Linked DNA regions of Mus musculus: regions 1 and 3 are each linked to region 2. Evidence: chromatin contacts called from public promoter capture Hi-C data. All regions are on one chromosome and are shown on one strand. The core of a region is the stretch at or near the end of the contact, and the rest is flanking DNA. Distances in the headings are between cores, read along the strand shown.

Region 1 (3,457 bases), core at 43-2,542, 1.1 Mb before region 2:
CAACAGACAATGGTTTGGAAATTCATTTCCCTTATAACACAAGAAGTGGCCCTTGCAAAGAGCCAGGCTAATACCACTGAGGCAAGAGTGTGTTAGGTATTCTGAGAGTAGGTTATTGTAAAGTCAGCCAGTTCCCATCTTTTGCATGCACCCATCTCATTTCTTCTGCAGTAGAATAGCATATCTAAAAGCCCTCAGCAGAGATAGCCTCCAACCTTGGACTTCCCAGCCTCTAGAGCAGGGAGCTGGGGAATTCTTCATTCTTCATCATTTACCCAGGGGTGGGGATTTTGTATAATAATTATGTATAATTATGTATAATTTACTTTTGCCCTACTTTCTTTTGGAAACACTGTCATGGACCAGAAAGCATGTTGTGGGGATGTTCAAAGCACCAGTGGTATGATAATTCTTTTGAACTTAGAAGGGAGACACCACTCTCATCTTGGGATATGAAGTGTTTTGTCACTATTGATTCATGTGATAGGGGAGATAGTCCTATGCCCAGAAAGGACACACAATTCTGGTACACACCAAGTCAGGGAATGACAGGGATTCTAGGAAAGAACACAAAATCCTTCTTGAGGTAATATATATATATATATATACCTCAAATATATATTTAATTCTCATATATATGTTTGATTCTCAAATTTAAGTGTTAATTTCTTAAGACTAATGCTAGGATTGAGAGATCTAATGAGTTAGCTCTCTCTTATGAATATAGATGTTCCAATGTAATAAGATGCAGTTCCTGAATATATAGTAAGCTATGTGCTTGATTAGTCTGGCCAGGCAACTTATTTTAGGTCATCTAAGCAAACCAAGGGGGCTGAGGAGGTTTCTCAAGTTGAAAAAGTGCTTCCTGTGTAAACGTAAGGGTCCAAGTTAGGATCTCCACATCCATGTAAAAGCTGTATGAGAGGTATAGGTCTGTAATCTCAGTGTGTGTGTATGTGTGTGTGTGTGTTTATGTGCATTTGGGCATCAGTCTACCTGATATGGCAACTTTCATTGAACCAGTCTTAAAAAAAAAAGGTGTAGAACAAGAAAGGAAACGTCTGATGTCAATTTCTGGCCTCATATGTGCATACACATGCATACACATGCACACACCATATGCACACACAAAAATATTAGGAAAAGAATCTGTGGTAGGAGGGAACTATCCCTTGTCATAGACAGGATGAAGCTTGGCCAATCCCAATCAGATCCTCATCTCACCCATTGTCTCTGAAGCTATGATGTCATAGCTATGGTCACTTAGGAGGTAAAGAAGCGAAGGCAGAGCATTCTATGTCTTCCCTCCTGTCCAAATGGCAGAGATTGATCCAGGGGTCAGTCTGTTCCCAAGTGGCATACCTTGGCTCTATGTGGTGTTTGCTATACTCTTTGTATTTTTCCTTTTTGTCATGTTCTCGCCTTTTTTGCTCGAGATAGACCAGCACACCAAGAAATGTAAGGACAGTGTGGGGGACTTAGGAGAACAAAGGAACTTTAGTGACAGATTAGTGTATGGACCTAGCGGGAGCACCTATTATACTGTGGGAAACAAGAATGTTCTTTTGTGTGTGTGTGTTCCAAGGTCCCACAGCTCAAGGCTGTGATCCATGGCTCACAGGTCTTAGAAATTGTAATCTTGTGATAGAAAAGCTTAGAGGGCTTGCGTTTGAGCTAGCCCAAGGGATCTATGGCTTTTATACTTGCAGAGGAGGAGGAAGTATCTATAAACTCTGACTTATCTAACTTGAATACCCCAGTACAAAGACATGGGGAGCCCAGGGGACTCTGGACTGTGAGGGAGTCTCTCCAGTGGGCTCTGATGGGGGTACATTGTCTTAGTCTTTCTCAGGTGCCGATGTTCTCTGCGCAATGTTTCCTATAAGGATAAAGACAATATTAAGATGAAGATGAACCATCTGGGAGGGGCAAGTAAGTACTCTCTGTTCTTCATCTCTGGGAACTCATCAGTCCTAGTTTATGTGCTGATTAAGGGAATTCTATGCTAAATCTTGGACTTGGTGGAATAGCGTCTATGTTCTGCACATACTGTGTGCAGATACTGTGTTCTTCTACTAAGTTTGGTCTAAGGGCTCTGCGACTTTTCTCTAGATAATCTTTTGTTTCTTTTTAAAGCAGAGGCTTTAAAAACTAAACTCTCATTAACTCTCATGTTAATCAAAAAGTTTGTTTTGTCATTCATACTTGTGATGTTTCTCTTCCCATGGTATCCTTTCTTGCAAGGACAAAAAAGGTGGCTTTTCTATGGAAGCAATACATTTCCTTCTCTGACAGGGATGAGGAAAGGACGTCGAAAGATACACTATCAGATAGAAAGCCTATGGAATCAAGGTTTATCTTTTCCTGGGTGATATCTTGGTGACCTGTTGATCAAATTCATGCAAATATCAGTGACCCTTCCTGTTGTACATGATTCAACCCAGAGCTTCACTCAGGCTAATCATAAACCTTACTACTGAGTTATATCCACAGCCAATCACCACAGATCCCGAGGACTGTGCGTATTATGGAATTTGTTTCTTTCATGAGGGTCTGCTTTGCCCTCCTGACAACTTCATGACTCTTGTGACATCACAGAGAAGGGACACATTAGAAACTAAATTTCTCTATGACCACCATGTCGGTGGTTCGTGATTATATACCAGTTGACATTCTGTCCAGGTTTCTCTCACATAAAATTGAAATCTCTGTAAAACATTATTTTTCTTGGAGATAAGCAAGACATTGAAAAACATGTCTCCACGTGAACAAGTAATTGGATTTGGATTTTTTGTTTTGTTTTGTTTTGAAACTTAAGAGAAGAATCCGTAAGAAGCTGCCATTAAATTAATGAGAGTATAAAATTACAACAAATATATGTATTTGGCTTGGTTAAACGGATTATCTAAGTGCTTGCATAAAGCCACTACCTCCCGGTTGCTTGTATAAAGGCCTCTCTTCATTCTCCATGTTCCCTCTACTAATGTTCTGAGGTCCTGGCTGCTCTAGAGCTTAAAGTCAGGTGAATATTTCAAAGGAGACAAATAGGTGGCTTTGTCTGAAACTTCATGTTCCAGCAATAAGTGAGGGATATTTCCTCCCCATGGCAGGCAAAGAAGCCAACTTATCATCTAGGGCTTTCTGTAAGTGAGCAAAGGGTGATAGAGCAAGCACAGCTATTCTCAAGAGCTCAGAGACTGAGTGAACGAATCTTTCAAAACATTTCTGAGAATTCTCGATACCTGCAGAGGCTGGCTAATCCTGGGCGCAGTGGGCTATGCCAGACTTTTCTTTATTTCCAGTACTAATATGCACAGGCTAACCTATTATGAGCCCATCTCTCATATTTGAAAGTTAGTTCTTTTGATGGTCAGCCATGCTTTGTGCTAGGATTATGTATAAACTGAAGTATAGGGGAATCTGAGGAGTTGCTCAAACGTGGACATCTTGGTGACAT
Region 2 (3,268 bases), core at 425-2,924:
ATGTTTCTACTCCATGTTTTGGGTTCTGACCATCTGTTTCTTCTTGGTCCGTGAAATAACTATTCTTAATGGCCACAATCTGTTCTCTTAAGTTTGACTCTGCCAATTAGAGCAGATGTTGCTTCAAGGAGAAGATGAGTTTGTCTTATCACAGAGCATACTGCCAACATCAAGTCACTCTCACTATTTCCTGGACTGTACAGCAATTATTGTGATCAACCTGATAGCAAATGGAGAAGCAGACTGTTGACTGCAAAGAATATCATCAAAACTTCTCACATAATAGACTTCACACACGGATTCTGAGCAGATGAAACAGGACAGAGATATTTTATTTCCTCAATCATCACTATCTCATTTGGTGACTTTTTACTCTTCTATTGAGAAAGGAAAATCCCATATAAATCAGACTCTAAGCTGTCGACATTATGAAATCAACTGGACTTGCACTCCCAATATAGAGATGTGAGAAGAGACTGTGATTACTGGTGAACCCAGTGCTGGAAGGCACTGTCACAGACAATGGTTGTAAATAGTATGAGCTAACAAAGCTGGTGAAGAAACCTTACATATCTCATTAGTCAAAAGATGGGGGAAAAAAAAGAAAAGGAACAAAGAAGAGAAGTCAAGAAAAACATGGCATTACCTGTGAAGTCAGACCAGATAATGGGATTAAAATAACAACTCCAGGCTGGTGGTAGCATATGCCTTCAATCCCAGCACTTAAGAGGCAGAGGTAGGAGGATCTCTTTGAGTTCAGGGCCATCCTGATCTATGGAGAGAATTCCAGGACAGCCAAGGCTTGTTACACAGAAAAACTCTGTCTTGAAAAGCCAAAACAAAACAAAAGTGTCCCTTGGAGTCTCTGTGGAACAGAGACTAGACAGTGCCCCAAAAGAGACACCAGTCAATGAAGAACTTACCCACACAGCTCGCAATGAAACAGGTACTCAAGAGTAACATGGAAATCACAGCAGCTGACCAGAGTCTCAGGGTCCAGCAGACTCCCTTCCCTGTCAGATAGCAATCAGATGTACTCACCACAGGACCAAAAACCTTAGATCAGTTAATAACCAGACAAAATGCTCAGAATAATTATGAACTTAAAGTAGGAAAAAGCTGTCACAGCCCTATAATATGACCAAGTCAGCTCTTAAGCACACACACACACACACACACACACACACACACACACACACTCACAATCTAGAAATATTTCACCCTCAGGCACCTGCAATTTCCATGACCTTATACTTTCTTCTTGTTGTCACATTTCACACCCCCTTCAATAATTTGGTTTCTTGTTGTTTTGAGGGCTTCTGGCTCTGAGATATTATACTTCTGACACATCCCTGGGACTCTGCTGTCTTGATCTACTTCACCACTTCAGCCTGCCACTTGTCCCAGGTAGATCCTCATCACAGTACGTATTCCTATTGTCTCCTTTGACTGAGACAGGAATTCTCACCTCACCTTGGGATTGTCTTTCCTGCACCATTGTTGAGGTGTATGTTCAGAAGGTCAGGGGTTTCTTGCATCTGTCTCCAAAATACGACTCAGGGACCTGGCTTCTGTCAAAGAGGCCAGAGTTCAGAATCAACTTCCACACACACTTGAGTTAAATGCCACAGAGCGGGCCAATGCTGCAAACCCAGAAGTCAGAGAGTCTGCACTGCTCTCCACTGATTTAAAGACATGGGAAAGAGGAAATTGAGAAACATACCTAAATTTGTTCCTAAAAACTCTGTCAAGAATGTTCTCATTACTTTCTCAGTTCCTAATGTGGAAGTATCTCCGACCTCAAAATAAATTTGTCTATAAACTGTATTTACATTAAATGTTCTTTACAATACATTATGTGGATTATTCAGTTGATATGAGGCTTAACTCATATATCAAACAGGATTCTAGGAAGCAATAAGTCTGAATGGCTGAATGGTTAGCTGCTTGTCCTGGGTTGGATATCTAGAAGTCCTCACCCCTTCACACATGTGTACACATGTGCATGCATACATACATACATACATACATACATACATACATACATACATACATACATTAAAGCAAGACATGTGAGTATTAGTCAGAAGTGGTATTGTGACATACAAGGGTGTTGTGGTGTACATTTTGCTATATTGTGACTTTTTGGAATGGAATCAAGCAGGTATTTTAATTATGATTATTGTGACTACATTTTGAAGGTACTAACTCCATTTTGACATTCCTCTTTTCACACAAGCTGTAACTAAGGTAAATAACTGCTCTATCATCTTGACAACACATAAGCAATCACATTGATGACTGTAGGTCAATATGCAAATGAGACTCATGGTATCTAGACTTTTTAGGTGTGTGTGCCCTGTGTATTCAGATTTGACCTGTGTATTCAGATTGCCACGTGTGACACTTTTTTTTCTTTTCTTTTCTTTTTTTTTTTTTTTTTTTTTTTTGGTTTTTCAAGACAGGGTTTCTCTCTATAGCCCTGGCTGTCCTGGAATACACTCTGTAGATGAGGCTGTCCTCAAACTCAGAAATCCACCTGCCTCTGCCTCCCAAGTGTTGAGATTAAAGGAATGCGCCACCATTGCCCGGCATGTGACACATCTTGACTCTACAGTTCCCTCTCAACTGTAGGTGTGGAGACTCTACTGAAACAAATGAGTCCTTCTCTTCAGCACTGATGATTTGAGAGCACTCTGGACTTTTTTCATTCCTATCTTGGAAGGGACTGATCTCAGTAACCGTCCACAGGATTTCATCCATGAGTCTATGTTTGGTTCACTTCTAATGCTGTGTGCTCAACTAATTTTTTTCTTGAACCTATTTTTGCCTATATATCCATATATTCCTTTCCCTTATTTTTGTATGATCTCTAATTGTGATACTTGAAACAAACTGATTGATTGGTTTATGGACCGTTTTCATGTGGGGCCTCACTTGTCATTTGATTGGAGAGTAAAGAGGAGCCCACTCCTCTGGCAGGAGTTATCATCCTTAGGCTTAAAATTGTTGTCATGGACCAGACTGACCTTCTTGGGCTAATATGACAAAATCTGACTTATACTGGGCAAAAGTTCATTGGTAACATTTTACAAGTTCTCTCAATAGATTAGGAGAATTGAAGAGTGGTACACAATCAGAGGCAAGCCCCCATAGAGTCTGTTATCTCTTCCTCCGCACACACATTCTTTAGAACATTTCCTCCACTATCCCCATCAACACCCCCTCATTCACAAGGAAGCAGTCTCCAAGGGAACATTTATGACAC
Region 3 (3,230 bases), core at 177-2,676, 1.0 Mb before region 2:
TTATGAGTGCTTTCTAATCCAGAAATAATGTCTGTGCTACACTCAAAAAAACCTAGTAAGCTTGGAAAACCCCAATTTTGTTTCCTCTTCCTTGAAAGCAATCACTTTAAAATCTCTCTGAGGCTGATATCAACAACTGATTAGGGTATGGAACGAACTGAATGTAACCGCATCTTCAGTGGAGAATAAAAATGAGTTGTAAATATCCAACTATCCCGTAAGTTGTAAAAAAGTGTGCATCAGACTCTCCTTAACTGTTACTGTGACACAGCAAAAGGACTCCTGGAAGCTAGAGTTTCAAGTTGGTGTCCGTTAGAAGGTCCTTCATTTGTAAATGTGATGAAGTAAGCATGCACACACACATGCACAGGAATGCACATAGACACACGTATGCACATATATGCACACTCACACACAGTATCTCAGTGAGGAATAAGAATCAGCATTGTATGTGTGAGCCATAGATGTGGAAACAAAGGAATCTTGGCAAAAATCAACTCCCGAGAGTGAGGAGAGGCAGAGCATTTTATTTAGATGTTTTGCCATCCTAAATAGGTTTCCAGATGATGTCACCTTTGACGAGATAGGAAAAAAAATACGGAAGGTATGGTGACATAGTGGCGAGAGCTGGGGTGCAAGCTTTGTGAAGTTAGAAAACCCTGAATGTTAGAACCATGATAGCAAAGCCAAACTATTTATTACAGGAGACACAGCAGACAATTGGCAGAACAGGAAAAACAGTTTGTAAAGAGGGGCAAACCTGAGACCTTCAGTCACACTACTGATGAGGACAGAAAGAACTATGGGGCACAGAGTAATAATATAGCTTAAGAAATAAACCCTTCCACAAGTATAAGCTACAATGAATGGGATAGAACAAGAATTTAAATGTGTACTAAAACAGAACTTTTCTCAGTGTGGAAAAATACATTAAATATGTGATTTGAAAAGAAACCTTATTTTAGGAAATAATGAACATATACACATAAAATTTGGATATCCTTTGAGTATAATTGGACAATTCTGGAAGAAAACACCTGTTTATTTAAAGAATAGACAACCTGCTATCTAAAACATCAAAACTAAGCTGGCCTCAGACTTACTCTCTACACTAGGCAGCAAATGGATATAGAGTCATGGGTTGCTCAATGAAAATGCTTCTGACCGGAGCCTCTACTCTATCTGTTTGCCTGTTATGTACATGGATGGTACAACAGCTTGCTATGTAAGCTTTCAGGGAACACACACCCATATGGTGCTCAGCATTGTTTCCTAATGAAGTCAGGGAACAGGCAAGATAGCCCTGGGAGGTAAGAGAAGGGGAGCGTGGGTCAGCAAGACGCAGGCAAGTCGGGTTGGAGTCAGCAGCACTGAGCCTGAGAAGAGTGCTGAGGCACTGTTTAGGAGAGTCTGTGGTTGATTCTTGCACACTCTACTTCCTTCCCCAGGCCATGGTCCCTGGCCACTGCTTCTCTCTTAACGAGGCAGGGAGAAAGTAATCATGAAGAGGAAGTATACTGGGAAGGAATGAAGAAATGAGGGCTGTGACCTCTTCCTAAACAGGGCCAGGAAATGAATATGGAACTGTGATTTAAGCAATGGAGGAATTTCAGGATTTGGGGAAGGCTTATGTGACCCAATAGCTTGTATTGGGGACACATAGTCTCATATTCTGTGCAATGAAGTACATTTGACCTTTTTTGATTGTTGCTGGGTTTTGTGTGAATGTGGGACACAGAAAAGCAAGGATAGTTCAGTGAGATACAGGGGTCAGATGCAACCCTTCAATGCTGCAAATCCTTTCCTATAAAGATGTGAAAATACATGTTAAGCCTCCAAATGGATGTGTGGAAGCCAAAGCCGCCCAATATTATTTCTAAACAGTTAATTCTTTAGCATTTGTTTTCATTTACCCCCAACTGTGTCTGCATGCCATAGTTGGTAGTTCTTCCTGTAAAGCAGGCCTTCAGCATAGTTCCTGAGGTCTTGTCTAGTTTCAGTATCTCCATCTGCTTGAGTTTGTGTGTGTGTGTGTGTGTGTGAGAGAGAGAGAGAGAGAGAGAGAGAGAGAGTCTGTATATGAATGTGTGTGACTGTGTGAGTGTGTATGTGAGTGTGTATTTGAATGTGTACGTGTGTGAATGTGTTTGTATGCGTGTGAATGTGTGTATGTGAGTGTGTATGACAGAGAGAGTGGAGGGAGGAAGGGAAATATGTAGAAAACGTGGACAACAGTACAGAGACAGCTCTCTTTAACAAGCATGGATTGATAACTATCTTTTCGTCAGGATTTGCTTCCTTTCCTACACACCCTCTTTATGACTATCTTGTGTTTCTCTTGTGAGACTGTCACCTTTTATACCACTCCCGGCTTCTCTCAAATAAGTCATGATCTCATTCTTTTATGACACATTTGCATGTACTCTGTCTAATATTTTCCTCTCCCAGACCCACAGAGAAGCATCACAACATGCTTACCAGGGAAGCTTGCACACTTTCCCCTCTTTCCCTGTGTCTCGGGTCTCTCAGTATGAGACAGAACAGAGTTGGCCTCACCTGACACTGGCATTCATTCCTGCCTTGCAGAAACTGTGGTACAGTCATGCATGGCGATCACTATAAAATCCTTAGTGAACTTTCCGAGACACAAACAAACATAGATGGTTCGAGAAATATTGATTTCTTCTGGAAGCTTGTGCCTCAGGAGATGCAGTGCTTGGGAAGCAAAGCACACTTATAGCTGTTGCCATGGAATGATCTGAGAGAGACAGTAAGGCGAATGGATGTTAGCTGCCATTCATAGCACTCTAGGCCTAGTCTAGACCCGGCTCACTGTGTTAAACCCTATAGGTGGAACAACAATATGAACTAACCAGTACCCTCTAGCTGCATATGTAGCAGAAAATAGCCTAGTCGGCCATCACTGGGAAGAGAGGCCCCCTTGGTATTGCAAACTTTATATGCCCCAGTACAGGGGAATGCCAGGGCCAAGAAGCGGGAGTGGGTGGGTGGGAGAGCAGGGCAGGGGATGGTATAGGGAACTTTTGGGATAGCATTTGAAATGTATATAAAGAAAATATCTAATAAAAAAAACTAAAAAAAAAAAAAGAAGAAATTTGGTCAAATGTTAAGATAAAGCCAAGTTTCCAGGGGAAGGGTTCAAAAGCAGCTTTTGTAGCATTGACAATGAAAAATAAGATTACTGAAAATGTGGAAACCATTATCTATTT

What was found. Promoter capture Hi-C pulls out the DNA fragments that hold promoters and counts their contacts.
Region 1: a promoter capture Hi-C map of hematopoietic stem and progenitor cells shows a contact between it and region 2, with 4 times the contacts expected there. The contact joins the promoter of 1700013D24Rik here to the promoter of Clec4n in region 2. A contact is called at or near these places in 5 of 39 promoter capture datasets (the C10 cell line, embryonic stem cells and hematopoietic stem and progenitor cells) and 1 of 9 other capture datasets (embryonic stem cells).
Region 3: a promoter capture Hi-C map of the HPC-7 cell line shows a contact between it and region 2, with 7 times the contacts expected there. The contact joins the enhancer-like site here to the promoter of Clec4n in region 2. A contact is called at or near these places in 9 of 39 promoter capture datasets (the HPC-7 cell line, HPC-7-derived erythroid cells, cranial neural crest and 6 more).

Annotation. Positions count from the first base shown.
Region 1 is chr6:124,354,879-124,358,335 of GRCm38.p6, reverse strand. 1700013D24Rik (RIKEN cDNA 1700013D24 gene) reads left to right here and starts at 1,292. Exons shown (of 3, transcript NR_164180.1): 1 at 1,292-1,458; 2 at 1,843-1,932.
Region 2 is chr6:123,228,249-123,231,516 of GRCm38.p6, reverse strand. Clec4n (C-type lectin domain family 4, member n) reads right to left here and starts at 1,674. Exons shown (of 6, transcript NM_020001.2): 1 at 1,474-1,674; 2 at 924-1,013. The coding sequence starts at 1,498.
Region 3 is chr6:124,271,632-124,274,861 of GRCm38.p6, reverse strand. No RefSeq gene overlaps it. Among named protein-coding and RNA genes, the nearest start is that of Gm25311, 31 kb to the left of the region's middle. Within about 2 kb of position 1,426, at least 53 of the 459 cell types and tissues checked have an H3K27ac peak or open chromatin away from gene starts, as enhancers often do. A contact at or near this core is called in the HPC-7 cell line and neutrophils, where this site is marked.